Regions from separate parts of the Mus musculus genome. Here all the other regions are linked to region 1. A link is a contact called in public ChIA-PET, HiCAR-type and promoter capture Hi-C data. All regions are on one chromosome and are shown on one strand. Each heading gives the region's core, a stretch centred on a gene start, on an enhancer-like site or on the middle of the called end of the contact. The rest is flanking DNA. Distances are from core to core; before and after follow the strand shown. Region 1 holds the start of Cibar1 (CBY1 interacting BAR domain containing 1). Region 2 holds the start of Triqk (triple QxxK/R motif containing). Region 3 holds the start of Virma (vir like m6A methyltransferase associated). Region 4 holds the start of Fsbp (fibrinogen silencer binding protein). Region 5 has its middle 22 kb from the start of Gm35884.

Region 1 (2,699 bases), core at 94-2,593:
GGAATGCTTCATCTGCATGAAGAGGAATTCCAGGTGCTTAAGCCTGTAATGTAGCCACCAGGCTATGTGACTACCTCAATGGTGGTAGAGGTGTGGGTCACAAGGATACATGCACTACCATGGCATGCAGGCCCAGAACAAGGAGGGAGCAATTCTTACTCCTACTGGTCTTAAGATGAGCTTTTAGGGGGTGGGGTTGGACACATCTGGCTCCCTACCTCCCAATTGCAGAACTTATTTGCTCAGCACCATAGCATTTAGTGAAATTATACTGCTAGTAACAGACTCGCCACCTGGAAAGGCAGGAAAGAACCTAGCTGAACAGAACCAAAGAAGAACCATCTGTGTCGTTTACAGAATCCTAAACTGACTAGTGGAGTTGTGGAAGCCACTAGGCCTTATAATTTGTTTATACAACGAAACCTGACACGGTAGCACATTTCTGGGCTGTGTTATATGTGTTTGACTGTTTGGCTAGCTTTATCATTCCACCAAGGCTGTGAGCACTGTAAGAGCAAAGACTTTATTCTCAGAAATTATGGGCATTTGAGAAGTAGACAAAGCTTGAAGTTGGACCCCAAGTTCACTCGGAAGAGAAGACTCCCTCTCAGAAGCTAGAGGAAGGCTCTGGGTTATCTGTGACTCTTCCAATTGGGGAACCTTCATTCAGGCCCATACCTCGACTGGGTCTAACAATCTTTTTCACAAAGTAGAAACTCAGTTACCTGCAAGAGGGGGAACAGATGGCATTAAAGACCAGTAAAGATGAGGGAGTAAGCACTGGTGTGCTTTTTTTTCTGTTTCTGTTTTGTTGTTACTGTTCTTATTTTTATTGTTGTTATTGTTGTTTGTTTGTTTCTGTTTGGTTAATTTGACCAAAGTTAGAGTTACCCGAGAAGAGGGAACATTCAGAAAATGTCCCTATCAGATTGACCTGTAGGCTGTTTTCTTGATTGATGATTGACATGGAAGGGTAGACAGTATTGCCCCTGTGCAAGAGGTCCTGGGGTATATAAGAAAGTCAATCAAATAGGCCAGCCAGCAGTGTTGCTACATGGCCTCTGCTTCAATTCCTGCCTCCAGGTTCCTGCCCTGAGTTCCTTAAAGAACTGTGACTTGGGATATGTCAGCCAAAGAAATCCTTTCCTCCTCAACTTGATTTTTGTCGGGGTCTCATCACAGCTATAGAAATCTAACTTATAGAGCGGTTCTTTTCCAAAGGCAGCTTCCACGAGCCCACACGTTGTCTCATTCAACAGAGAAGCACAGGGACAAGCTTCGCATTAAGTCTGAACCCCGTTCACCTTTATTTTCCTGTACCCCTTCCGGTTGCTGGTGGGTTGGTTTTCCTCCTTCGCTCCCAGAAGCCTGGGAGGGCTAGAGAGCTGCAGGAGCTGAAGGAGGATGCTTGGTGTTCCCTCTGCCCCATGCCCTCTGGTCTCCCTTGCCCTGCTCTTGACCGCCGGGGCGCGCGCCGCGTCGCCACGGAAACGCCGGGCAGGCGGGGCGGCGCGCACTGCGCGCTCTCAGCTCCCGGTAGAAGTGGCGGCGTCGCCTGCTCCCGCGCGCCCTGGCGGCCCGGAGCCGCGCTCGTTGGGCTCCCATCCTGGGTCCCGGGCGGCGGGAAAGGCAAGATGTTGAGGCGCAATCTGGATGAGCGGTAACCGCCGGGGCCTCGTCGTGCAGGCTGCCCGAAGGAAAGGGCCGGGTGGGAGAGAGGAGCCGGGCCGAGGGCCTGGAAGCCGGTTGGGGCGGGAGGAGGCCGCACGGTCCCCGTGGCGCTCTGCAGTCCGTCCACCCGGATGAGGCGAGTGCCGGGCCGAGAGAGTCTCCCGGCCGATCGGTCCCCCTGAGCTGGGCCGGGCCCTGCCGCGGTACAGAGCCCGGGAGGCCGCAGGTGCCCAGGCCGCAGCAGCGCCGCCCCTTCTCGGCCCACCAGGCCCGGGCCCTTTCCCGGGCCTGCAAGGTTCTAGGCAGGACCAGAGCCTGCGTGAGGTCCTAGAGAAGGCGCGGGCCTCTGGAAGAGTTGGGAATGTTGCCCTTCAGGGCTTTAGGGAGGCCCGGGAATGTTTGCACGTAAAATTAACGGGGCACCTTCTTACTGTTTTAAGAACAGTGTTCTGTGTCTCCTTTTTCTAGAGATGCTCAAACAAAACAACTGCAGGATGCTGTCACAAATGTGGAGAAGCATTTTGGAGAGCTTTGCCAAATCTTTGCTGCTTATGTACGGAAAACTGCCAGGCTTCGAGACAAAGCCGACCTCCTAGTGAACGAAATCAACCTGTATGCCTCTACCGAGACACCAAATTTAAAGCAGGGTCTGAAAGACTTTGCTGATGAGTTTGCCAAACTTCAAGATTATCGCCAGGCAGAGGTATGAAGTGAGGTTCTGGTGTCATAGCCAAATTCCTACAAAGTGTGTAAAAATTGTGGACTTTTCGTTGTAACCTACCCAGCAGTGGTGAATGTACCCTTGATAAATGCCTTTCCTGTCTGTAACAGTGTGGGTTCGCTATATGGAACCTTTCTGTGACCTGATAGCTTTCAAACTAAACGTCAGGTGTGGTTGAAGTCTGAGTTTACCACTGCATTTGCCAACAGGGTAACAGGGAACATGCATCCAGAAAAGGTAACCTATATAGCAGTCGTGCAGAAGAAAAGCACCTGTATGGCCTGTGTGGGCCAAGTGCGTTTTAAAG
Region 2 (2,699 bases), core at 131-2,630, 730 kb before region 1:
TGCTACCTAAGCAGTAACAATGAATTAATCGAGGAAAGATGGATGGACATAATCCTCACCACTCTACTAGCCAAAGAAATGAGGAAAGTCAAGAACATTTAAAAATACCCTAAGATAAGAACAAACGGACATTATAACCAATAACATCTTGGATTACTGCAGATCACTATTGTAATTATACTTTTAAATCAATCCTGCTAGGATAGATACTAGATTGAGAACTTTATAGATGAGATGATTGAAGGTTCTCAACTAAGGGAAACGAAGGGGCTTCCTTACTGAGGGCCACTGTTAACAGCAGGCCAAGAGAAACTCTCTTCCTGAGGATTTACACTGGAACCCTGGCATGGAAAATTAAAGCCAGCTCCCTTCTTGTCTGTGTTTTCCTATAGAATGTTTGTTCTTCTGAATCATGTGGGGCCAAAAGATATGAGGGAAGAAGATGTTTGCAGTATTTATCTGTGTTATCTTGTAGTTGATCATTAAATATGGACTCAATAGTAAGTGCTTAGAAGTTTAACATACTTCACAATAGACTGCAAGGAAAATCACATATGAAAGTCCTTGCTGTAATGAGTTGCAACTTCCAGAGGAAGTTCATTACATTAGGTTAAGTGAAAGACAGCATATCACAGAGCATATCCACATACAACATCGTTTGGGTTCGGGGATTCACTAAACATCAGAAAAAGTAACCCCACTTCACCACTACCACTAACCAATAAAGCAACTCTACAAATATTTTGGCTTACAAGACTGTTCCCATAAAAGGGAAACAGGAAAGAGTAAATCGGAGTTAAAACACAGGAGGCGGCGGCGGCCTAAGCAGGATTAGTAGAAACTAGAGTCACCTGTAACTACAAGGAGGCCTCTCAAATTAGTGGACAGCACAGCAAGCTAATTAATCCCCAGCCTAGGGTAAACCTGGGGAAGTGGGTGGGACTGAGAGTTTCTGCAAGGTCCTGGAGCACTAGGACACGCTGGCAGGGCGCACCCGCGTTGCTCGGCAACCCAGGCGGCCACGCCCACCCCAGTCTGGCCATTCTCTCTGGGCCGGAGAAGCCAAAACAGTCGAAAAGGAGGTCTCCCTGCTGGGCTCGGAGCCCAGATCCCCTGGAGGAGCCTCCGGATGCTCAGGCCCAGCGCCTGGGGCTGTTCCCCAGGCCAGATCTACAGTCTCCACGGGGCTGGGAGACGCTGGGAAAGCGCGTTTCCAGCCCTGGGCCCGCATCAAGAGAACTGTGACCCCGAACCCCCAAGCCCTCGCCGGAAACACACCTCAGCATTGCCCAGCGAGGGCGGCCCAACTGCGGGTCCGGCCGGGTGGGCAGCTGTCCACGCTGCTGTCACTCAGAGGCAGGGGCGGGACGAAGAGCCGCACACCCCTACTCCAGGAGGGCCAGACGAGGAGGGGCGGGGCCAGCCTTCAGTCTACACTCTGATTGGCTAGGCCTTCCCTGCGAGCCTCCAGGACTGTGTGTGCTCTTAGGTCCATCATTTCTACACCTTAGAGCTTCAGTACTTCCTAGGATGCAGACATTAACAGAAAGGAGCCTGACTTCTTTTCACAAACATAAAACGAAAACCAAAAGTTATTTTAATGAGTGACCACTTCCACCTTTTACACACAAACACCTAAATCTAGTCATATCCTTAGGAAAACATTCCAACAGTGAAACACATTCAAAGAGATTCAAGGAGCAGGACTTAGGGTAGGATAAGATACTTTTATTTTAATTTTTAACTTTTAACAAGAGAGTCAATTTAGGGAAAGCAATTGCTGAAAGGTGACAAACGACTGTGATTGCAGGCCTGTTTCGGGAACTTAGTTTTCGCATCTGTAAAACAGGAGCAGACAATATTGAGTTATTTAACATTTGGAATGGTTTTGATCACCGACTGCTCTCTAAATTATGCTTTTACAATCCCGACAAAACCTCCTGGGAAGTAGTATTATTATCCATAGTCTGCTTCCAGACTAGAAGCAGGTGAGTTTATTTAATAAATGAACAAGCCACTGAACAAAGAGTGATTCTCTTTATACTGACATAAACTAAATTTAAAACCCAGACAGTAGGAGTCAGAGGGGATGGAGGACTGCGGGAGAACATGGCCCACCAAATCAGTTAAGCGGGCCTCACATAGGTTCACAGTTAGTCTGTGTGGAGCGCATAGGGCCTGCGGCATGGGTCCATGCCAGGTCCCCTGCATTTGTTATGACTTGCTGTGTTCTCCTGAGACTCCACACAGTGGGAGCCAGCATGTCTCTCATTCTTTTGCCTGCTTTTAAAACTATTTTCCTCCTATTGGGTTTTTTTGTCCAACTTCAAATTAAGAGATTTCACCTTGTGTTACTGTATACTGTTTTTTCCAGTTTGGCTGTTGTCTCTCGGAGGCCTGCTCTTTTCTGAAGAAGAAATGGAGGAAGAGATCTAAGGAAGGAAGGGGAAGCTGTGGTTGAGATGTACTACATGACAGAAATTAAAAAATAAAATATTAAAATAATAATAATAATATCCCTTCAAGTGTTACAAAAGTTTGTAAAAGGCAAAACATCATACAAAAAGAATGTAGGCACATATAAATAGATATCTCTGAAGTCTCCCATGATATCTTATTGAGAAATGAAACCCAAAATGTGATTTTATTTTCTGTACTGCTAGATCATTTTCTGGTATTCAGGATCTTTAAAATGAAAC
Region 3 (2,699 bases), core at 118-2,617, 690 kb after region 1:
CCCAGCAGTCACTCATTCATTTATTCAAGAAAATGCAGCCGTACTCATTTCATTACTTCATAAGAGAACATTTTAAATCTCTTCTCATTCAGATGCTTATGTTTTCCTAGGTACGGTCTAAACCCAGGACATACAACCGAGAAAGAATAGGAGACACTCTACCCTACTTTCATGTTGTCATATTAAGAGTACAGTAGGGTTGGAGAGATGGCTCAGCGGTTAAGAGCACTGACTGCTCTTCCAGGGGTCCTGAGTTCAAGTCCCAGCAACCTCATGATGGCTCACAAGGAATCTGATGCCCTCTTCTGGTGTGTCTTAAGACAGCGACAGCGTACCCACATACATAAAATAAATAAATCTTAAAAAAAAAAAAAAAAAAGAATACAGTCTTCATAGAAACAAGACAATCCCCAAAGAATGACTCTCGAAATGATTAGGTTTCCGGTGAAACAAACAAATATGAGGCTTGTTCATTTACTCTCTCTTCCTCGCAGCCGAATTTCTCTGTGGACTTCGTTATAGTTCATTTTTGCGAATCTTCGTTAATTCGCTACATTCAGTACATTCAACTTAAGAATTCCAAGGCCTTTCAGGGACGCTAAAGTAATTCTGTACACAAAACTACGCAACACCCCACCTTCGTCCCCTGAAAACAACAGACTTGCTTTCTAATGACAGTCTTTAGTCCTTCAATACTGCATGATTCGCAAGTGTCCTCCACGCAAAGGAGATTCTCGTAGATCTGTCATGTCCTAATAGGTGAATTCCTTCCCAAACTATTGAAGTGCTATGACAAATTGAGCAATGAGACCGCCGTTAGAAGAGAGATAGAAGAGGACTTAGGATCCTGGATAGTCCGTACCCTGAGGGCATCCAGAACCCGACACTACTGTCAAAAACCAGATGCCCAAGCTCACGCCTGCATCCCACCCGAAGTACACCTGAGACCAAGGACCCTCCGCAGGACTCAACGCTGACAGGACAAACTGTCAGCAGCGCGACTGACTCGACTGAAGCCGCGGGCCCCAAATCAAAGCCGAGAAAGGCAGGGCCGCCGCCCAGGGCCACCGGGCTCGCACCGGGCTGGGGGAGGGGGTGTGGACCAGAGGACCCCCGCGCGCGCGCGACTGAGGGAGGACACCGCCCGGACGGCCCCCGACTCCGCAGCAGGGGTACCGGAACTGAGGGGCCGTGTCGAAATCGGGTCGCGAGGCCTTACCTCAGCGCTCGGATGTTTAAAAGTATCTAAAAATAGCAGCTCCATAGACGAGTCCACCGCCATGTCTGCCGCGGGCGGGGGACCGGGAGATGACTTCCGGGGCAGCTCTCCAACCTCCCAGGCCGAGGCTCCAGCTAGGGGGAAAACTGCAGTACTTCCGGTAAACAGGACGCTGTCGTCTCAAGCCTCCACCAATCCCATCGCAGCTTGCTGACTTAAGCCGTAAGCCCCGCCTCCTCCAGCGCGGCGGAGGGCGCCTTCTGCGAGCCCAAAGGGGCAGGGAAAAAAAAAAAAAAAGAGGGGCGGGGACTACGGTGTTTGCAGTGGTCCAAATCCCGTGGTTCTCCGGAGTAGCGGAGCCACGACGCCTGCGAGAGGCGATGAGTTCTAGAAGATAGGAAAGTGTGCCAAATCTAGACACACGGCACCGTATGCCTCCCACGAGGCATGCTCTCCAAACAAAACCATGCAATGAGGGAATCTGAAAAGACACTGTTTTCAAAGAGAAGAAAAGAGCACACACAAGGCCAGCCAGGAGTTGAATCCCAGCTTGAGCTACATGAGACCGTGTCTCAAAAAATGAGGGAAAGGGAGAAAGAGGGAGGGAGACAACTTGTCTCAGCAAACGAAAGGAAAATTTTCTCGTTTATGAAAATGTTAAATATGATGAATAATCCCACGAGCTGATTATGAGGATTAATTCTTATAAGGTTCAAAAAGGTATATAAATGAAACGTCACGAATATAAGAGAGAGCACAAAGTCTATTTCTGGCTGACAAGCAGTCTGCCAATTCCAGCATTTAAAGGACAAAGGAAGAGTTTGAGCTTCAGACCAGCCTAGACTACTACTCCGTGAGACCCTGCCTCAAAATAAAAAGTGTGTTTGTTTTAATTTTATGAATAGTTTCTCTGTCAAGTGCTGGACACTTGAAACTATACATAGTCCTAGGGAGTGTTAAGAAGGAATTTTTCTCTATTCTGGTCCTCTCAGGAACCACCCATCAAGACACAAAGTTGTAGCAAAACAAAAGCAGATCAGCAAAAGTAGGAACAGGCCATCAGGGAGAGAGTGGGGTGGATCAGCTCAGTGCCTAGGCTATCTCCCTCTCAGGGTTTATATAACTGTCTCTTTGTCGTGCTCTGCTGAGGAGGCTTAAAATGTCTCCATTCTCCTGTATGTTTGCCAGAATTGCTTTCAACTAGACACTGTCTATTCATTTGTTAGATTTGTTCAAGGTCTTGTATTTGATCTCATGACCTTCCCTTAGGACATTTTCTTCTTTTTAAAATTGAGGTTTCGGGGGCTGGTGAGATGGCTCAGTGGGTAAGAGCACCCGACTGTTCTTCCAAAGGTCCAGAGTTCAAATACCAGCAACCACATGGTGGCTCACAACCATCCATAACGAGATCTGACGCCCTCTTCTGGAGTGTCTGAAGACAGCTACGGTGTACTTACATATAATCAATAAATAAATCTTT
Region 4 (2,699 bases), core at 64-2,563, 590 kb after region 1:
ATTTTTAGGCAAACAATCATACCTAACGCAAACTGTTTTCAATCCCTATTTCAGTTGCCCTTATTAAATGTGAGTCTTATAAGTTACAGAGGGCAGTATGAGAAAGTTTACCTTCCCTATGAGCCAATGTCAGAGTGGAACTAGACCATTAGCCAATTACACTTTACTCTGTTATGTAACTGGAACCCCTTAGCTAGCTATTAAGCTCCTTTCGTCAATGTGTCTGTCTTACCAACTTCAAACACACTAGAGAAACAAAACAGTCTTCACTTAGAATCAATCATGTTATCTATCAAGGAAGTTTTGTTACTTTAGTGCATATTCAGGAAATATACACAGTAATAATTCATAAAAAAACAAAGTCCCCATTTGCTCCCAAAACTACTAACTTCATATAACTTTTATGTAAAAAAATTTTTTTTTAATTTCAATGACATGTAATCTTTAAAAAGAATAATTTCTCACAGAAGCAAGTAATCTAATTTTAAGGCTTACAAGTTTATGAGATATAATCAAAGTATATAATAAATGTGTAAAAATGTCATAGTAAAACCCATTACTTTATACACTCTACGCTATGAAGGCTTTAAAGTTCACTTAGTGATGTCACAGCTTCATCCCATCAATTCTGCCTTAACTTTTACTTGTGGAATCGGCAGGATGGAGGGAAAGCAGCTGCAAGCTGTCCTAACAGAGAACTCCTCAGAGCTTTACTTTTTTTTTTTTTTTTTAAGAAAGCAAAACAAAGACACTGTTCACGGCTCCCCTTGTGGGGACGCTCGCTATGCACATGTCTAGCACAGCTAAGCCAGAGCCCAAGAGATAGGAGGCGCCATAATTCCCACAACAAAATAAAATAAGGCTTACCTCTGTATGTGGCTCCTGTCTCTTATGAGGCCGAAGCTGGCAATCTGGGGAATCATTTCCATGACTTGCTTGGTGGGCTCCGAAACACTGCTTTTAAACTCAGACTGGGCCTCCTTTTGCTGCAATAGCTCCTGTTTGGCATATTCTTTGAGCCTTTTGTAAAGGCTGCGTAGGCCCTGAGCTGTGCGAGGAGGGCGGTCTACTCCAATCGCATTATAGTTAACTGCTATGACATCCCAACATCTATTCTTTTCCACTATTACTGAATTTTTATTAGTGTGCTCTTCGAGAATTTTCACATATGGCTTCACAAGGTTTAGCAAATCAAGCTTTTCAGATAAGGTAAAATTGGAAGATCTAGCCTTTCCTACCATTGTTCTTTTGGAATTAAGTAGGCCGTTTCTGAAACCACCATGCAGCCTTCAGCTCTGCTCAGCTCTTTTCACAAACAGAAAGATCAGGCTTAACTAGGCTAGCCTCATTTAGGCCCACGCCTACAGGGGAGGGCTTATTAAAATTCCTCCAGCTTAAGCTGACTTACGCAGGTTCAGGAAAGCCGCTTAAGCCAAGCCTGACCTACATAAAGCTAGCTTCTCACAGAAGGCAGGAGAGCACAAGCAAAACACACTTGTGTATACAGGGAGCAGCTCCAGATAGGATTTAATGCACAAAGGTCTGGAGATAAGCAGGAACCACAGCTTAAAATGAGCTAATTTAGTGAGAATATCACATTTCCACGCATGTATGCTGGCAGAGGGGCTGAAACAGCACCGCAGTCACTTTAATAAAAACAAAAGAGGAACTGTTCTGTGTTATTTGTTTACAAATCTAGTAGACCGAAAAACACAAGACACCAGGCAGGGGTGAACGTGGCGGTTCCTGACAAAGCTCTAATCACTGCCTCTGAGCTGGGTGTTCTCCCTTACAGACTCTGCATACTGCTGGTCCTGCTGTCAATCAGGAATTGCATAGCCTCTAGCTAGTTAGGTTACACCAGCTCAGACTGCAGGAAAGCTAAGCTTCCTCGTCGTCTCCAGCGGATAGTATCCTCTGCATAATTGTGTTATTCAAGGACAAGTGTTTACTGAATACTAGATATAAAACCCAGATAAAAATATTCGCTATTACTCTACCTGTATCGTACGTAAATATGCTATCCTGCTTTATCATGTGTAAAAATTAATGGTGAGAAATGGCATGATCATGTACAAACAAAATCGTGTTTCTATTAAAGCAATGTCTTGTTTATCTTAATCACACCACATGGACTATGAAAAGGAACACCTAATCTAGCTATGAGTTTTCCTGTTTAATGCTAGTCTGAAGCACGTGATCATCATGAAAACAAAGCAAGCTCATTTCCTCCCGGTGTGCTTGTCCAGATAGGGGATTACCTGGAACGGATGAAAGACGTGAGGTGCAGCAAGTGCTTAACACGTTCAAGGCCCCAGCTTTAATCTCCAGCGCCTCAAAACTAAAGAAATAGTAAAGAAAACGCAACTTGAACATGTTTGATTCAGGCAAAGACCGGCAAGACAGCTCATCTGGTGAAAGCATGCTGCCAAGGCCCACAGCCTGCCCTTGATCCCTAGGCTCACATGGTGGAAGGCAAAACCAACTCCCAAAGCCGCGGCCGCATGCAACTAAGCAAGTGCTGTTTAGGAGGTAAGAGCAACTCTGTACAACAGTTAAGCAAACCTACACCAATGGTCCTGACCACAGCTCAAGACCCCAAATATAAAGGTGCATCTAGACACAGCCGCTTGGTAGAAAGCAGGAGTGCACAGAAATGCTACAAAGATGTCTCCTGGTGCAGGAGGTCTTTATGATTG
Region 5 (2,699 bases), core at 108-2,607, 520 kb after region 1:
TACCCCTGCAGTACATGGTCTAGTAAAGGAGACAGAGATAAACCAACCATGAACTATGGAAGAATACATTGAGGGTACTCAAATAGTTGAAAATGCCTCCCAGAAGATGCCCCCATGTGCTAACCCTTAGAGCCTGTAAATGCAGCCTTCTATGGCAAATAGGAGGGCAGTCTTTATAGATATGAGTAAGGCTCTCAAGATAAAAGATTACCCTGGAGTGGAGGTGGGTCTCAGATACAATTACATGTCCTTATAAAAGGCAGAGGGAACACTGACACAGAGGGAAGGCAGGGTAATGTGACCACAGAGGCAAAGCACAGAATAATGTGACCACATCCAGAAGGCAATGGGGCAAGGAATCCTGGCAGCTGCTGGAATCTGGAAGAAGGATCTGAGGTCCTCAGTCATTTCTGGATGGCCCTTGATTCACGCAACCCAGAGCCGATTTCCAGTACCTCTCCTGTGCAGCTGTGATAAGGTAGACGTCTAATCCAGAGTTTGCGTGGTTTACCAGCTAGGAGAAATGAGCAGACGCTCTACACACTCCTGGGAAGGTGTCTGCTCAGGAGCCTTGGGTCAAGCTTAGGAACGGATCCTGGCTGATTTAAGCAGAAAGATCCCCTGGAGTTGATACTGACTGGGGATGGGAGGGCTCCTGTGGTGGGCCAGTGGCCTGAGCCTGGGTGGGGGAGTAAGCTTAGCCACGAGGAGGGTTCGAAAAAACTCAGCTGTTAATGTCAGGGAAAAGCCTGCTAAGAGGCTACTGCCCGTGTCATGAGAAAGAATTGTACCCTAGCCATCCCTCTTTTCTTTGTGTCACTTGTAACCTGTGTAATTCCTGAAAGTATAATCTGGTCAGACAGAAAGCCTCTCCACTATGTCTTCCTCAGTTTAGAAAAAGGAGGGAAGTTCCAAAGGGACAGAGGGAATTCTTCCTAACTTTAAGAAGGTTCAACAACCAAAACCAATAACAATTGCAACAAAAATACATAGCAGGAGACAGCCAATCCTGGTATGAGTGGCTTTTGGGGAAAGGGGCTGTGAAAGACAAACCAGCCTGAGCATTCATAGAACTGAACTGTGGCCTGTAGGTACACATGCACGTGCAGGTCATATTCACATGTTCTCTGAGCTGGCTGGCATCCCCCTCCTCCCATTTTCACATCTCACTATTGCAATCTTGAGCAGGAAATGTAAACCAAATCCAGGGGCCCTTGCGAAGGGGAAAGAAGAATGCAGGCTGGACACAGGAACACCACGTATGGCTGCCCCACACCTGTGTCCTTGGAACTTAAGTCAGCATCCCCAGAACATCCCGGAACTAAGAGCAAACACTGCCATCGCTGAAACGAATTGTGTATTGGGTTGCCTAGCAACTCTGTGTTGTTTATGTGACTAACTCCTAGCCTGGACACATGTGAGTACACCTTTAGCTCTCTGGAGAATGTAACTGAGTCATGATTCTACTTTTATGAAATCAGGAAGAGTAAAAGCATTATTTACATACGGGCTTGCCTATGGACCCTGAAATGAAGCAGAGTCCTAGAAGCTGCAGGTGAGGTGACTCAGAAGACTGAAGGATGGAATGTTTCAGAACAAGCTGGAGATGAAGTTCACTGACGTCAGCCTTCCAGTGAGTCTGCTGAGTCTCTCAGCCTGGAACCGTGGGGGTCCGAGAGGAACCACAGTCAGTCACTTTCTGCCCTATGTCATTGATCTTAAACTGAGTGTTGTTCCTGGGAACAACATAAAGCCAGTGCCCTATGGGTAAGATTAAAAGAAAATTTACCAAACATTTAAAACAATGGACTCTGTCATCTTCTCCAGCATACTGTTCATCAGTCTTGGTCTGTCTCTCCATTGCCTAGATGCCTTCTTGGTCCATCAGAAGACAACCAGGGAAAGATGTCAAATGATAGCCCTGTCATTAAGCAGTTCTGTGACATAAGCAACCCTCCACGTCCCAAATACCTTACTTGCAAACTCAGAAAATAACAGTACTTTACTGGGCTGCTTGGTAAACCTTAATAAAATATACATCTGGCACACAAGCACAGTCCTCCAAGCTGTTTCCATGGCCCAGCAGGGAGAGGCCTTTGCTGTCAAGCTTTCTGACCTGAGTATTGTTCCAGGACCCACATGGTAGAAAGAGAAAGCTGATTCCCACAGGCTGTCCTCTGACTTCCACATGCATGCTGTGATACACACACACCTCATACACCACAAATGAATGTTAAAAAAAAAAAAAAACTTAGAAATATCTCTCATCCCTGTTGACCTTGTCTGAGATATTTCACCTGTTCATCTCTTTGTTCTTCAGCGCAAGTGTGTTCATAATGCTTACGTGATAGTGTTGGTTGTCAGTTTGTCAGGACAGAGTCCCATGGGTGGGAGAATCTTGAGAGAATCAGTTGAACAGAAAGACCAGCCCTCTATGGCTTCCCTCTATTCCCTAACTGGGAAAGACAAAACCCGGGATAGCATAGCAGCCTGCACAGGCTCATTGCTCTCTCCTGACTGCAGATAAAATGTGGCCAACTGCTTCAAGCTTCTGACAGCTCCCCCATCACAAAGGACCCTCGCTGGGAACTGAGTTAAAATAAAGCTTTTGTCTCTGAAGTTACTTTGTGTGTATCACATCAGCATGAAAGGAAAGCAAGCAGTTGCTCTTAGCCACTGCACCATCTTGCAGAATTCTC

What was found. Promoter capture Hi-C pulls out the DNA fragments that hold promoters and counts their contacts. ChIA-PET counts read pairs in DNA pulled down with a chosen protein or histone mark. HiCAR-type assays count read pairs that join an accessible place to other places.
Region 2: a contact with region 1 is called in a HiCAR-type map of astrocytes, with 2.8 times the contacts expected there. The contact joins the promoter of Triqk here to the promoter of Cibar1 in region 1. A contact is called at or near these places in 10 of 39 promoter capture datasets (the 3T3-L1 cell line, 3T3-L1-derived adipocytes, cranial neural crest and 5 more) and 1 of 115 datasets of contacts at active chromatin or transcription factors (astrocytes).
Region 3: an RNA polymerase II ChIA-PET map of memory CD8 T cells shows a contact between it and region 1, with 5 read pairs. The contact joins the promoter of Virma here to the promoter of Cibar1 in region 1. A contact is called at or near these places in 1 of 39 promoter capture datasets (liver), 3 of 115 datasets of contacts at active chromatin or transcription factors (astrocytes, bone marrow-derived macrophages and memory CD8 T cells) and 1 of 9 other capture datasets (adipose tissue).
Region 4: a promoter capture Hi-C map of hippocampal neurons shows a contact between it and region 1, with 3 times the contacts expected there. The contact joins the promoter of Fsbp here to the promoter of Cibar1 in region 1. A contact is called at or near these places in 11 of 39 promoter capture datasets (the 3T3-L1 cell line, the C10 cell line, the HPC-7 cell line and 6 more), 1 of 115 datasets of contacts at active chromatin or transcription factors (bone marrow-derived dendritic cells) and 3 of 9 other capture datasets (adipose tissue, embryonic stem cells and liver).
Region 5: a promoter capture Hi-C map of trophoblast stem cells shows a contact between it and region 1, with 4 times the contacts expected there. The contact joins the enhancer-like site here to the promoter of Cibar1 in region 1. A contact is called at or near these places in 11 of 39 promoter capture datasets (the 3T3-L1 cell line, 3T3-L1-derived adipocytes, the C10 cell line and 7 more), 2 of 115 datasets of contacts at active chromatin or transcription factors (astrocytes and pancreatic cancer cells) and 2 of 9 other capture datasets (adipose tissue and embryonic stem cells).

The regions. Positions count from the first base shown.
Region 1 is chr4:12,170,659-12,173,357 of GRCm38.p6, reverse strand. Cibar1 (CBY1 interacting BAR domain containing 1) reads left to right here and starts at 1,343. Exons shown (of 9, transcript NM_026558.5): 1 at 1,343-1,660; 2 at 2,140-2,374. The coding sequence starts at 1,428.
Region 2 is chr4:12,905,518-12,908,216 of GRCm38.p6, reverse strand. It overlaps Triqk (triple QxxK/R motif containing), which reads right to left and starts at 1,380. Exons shown (of 5, transcript NM_001171801.1): 1 at 1,279-1,380.
Region 3 is chr4:11,484,626-11,487,324 of GRCm38.p6, reverse strand. It overlaps Virma (vir like m6A methyltransferase associated), which reads right to left and starts at 1,367. Exons shown (of 24, transcript NM_001347055.1): 1 at 1,220-1,367. The coding sequence starts at 1,282.
Region 4 is chr4:11,578,276-11,580,974 of GRCm38.p6, reverse strand. It overlaps Fsbp (fibrinogen silencer binding protein), which reads right to left and starts at 1,313. Exons shown (of 2, transcript NM_001256142.1): 1 at 868-1,313. The coding sequence starts at 1,241. The region is part of intron 3 of Rad54b (RAD54 homolog B (S. cerevisiae)); the gene reads right to left.
Region 5 is chr4:11,652,514-11,655,212 of GRCm38.p6, reverse strand. No RefSeq gene overlaps it. Among named protein-coding and RNA genes, the nearest start is that of Gm35884, 22 kb to the left of the region's middle. Within about 2 kb of position 1,357, at least 37 of the 459 cell types and tissues checked have an H3K27ac peak or open chromatin away from gene starts, as enhancers often do. A contact at or near this core is called in pancreatic cancer cells and trophoblast stem cells, where this site is marked.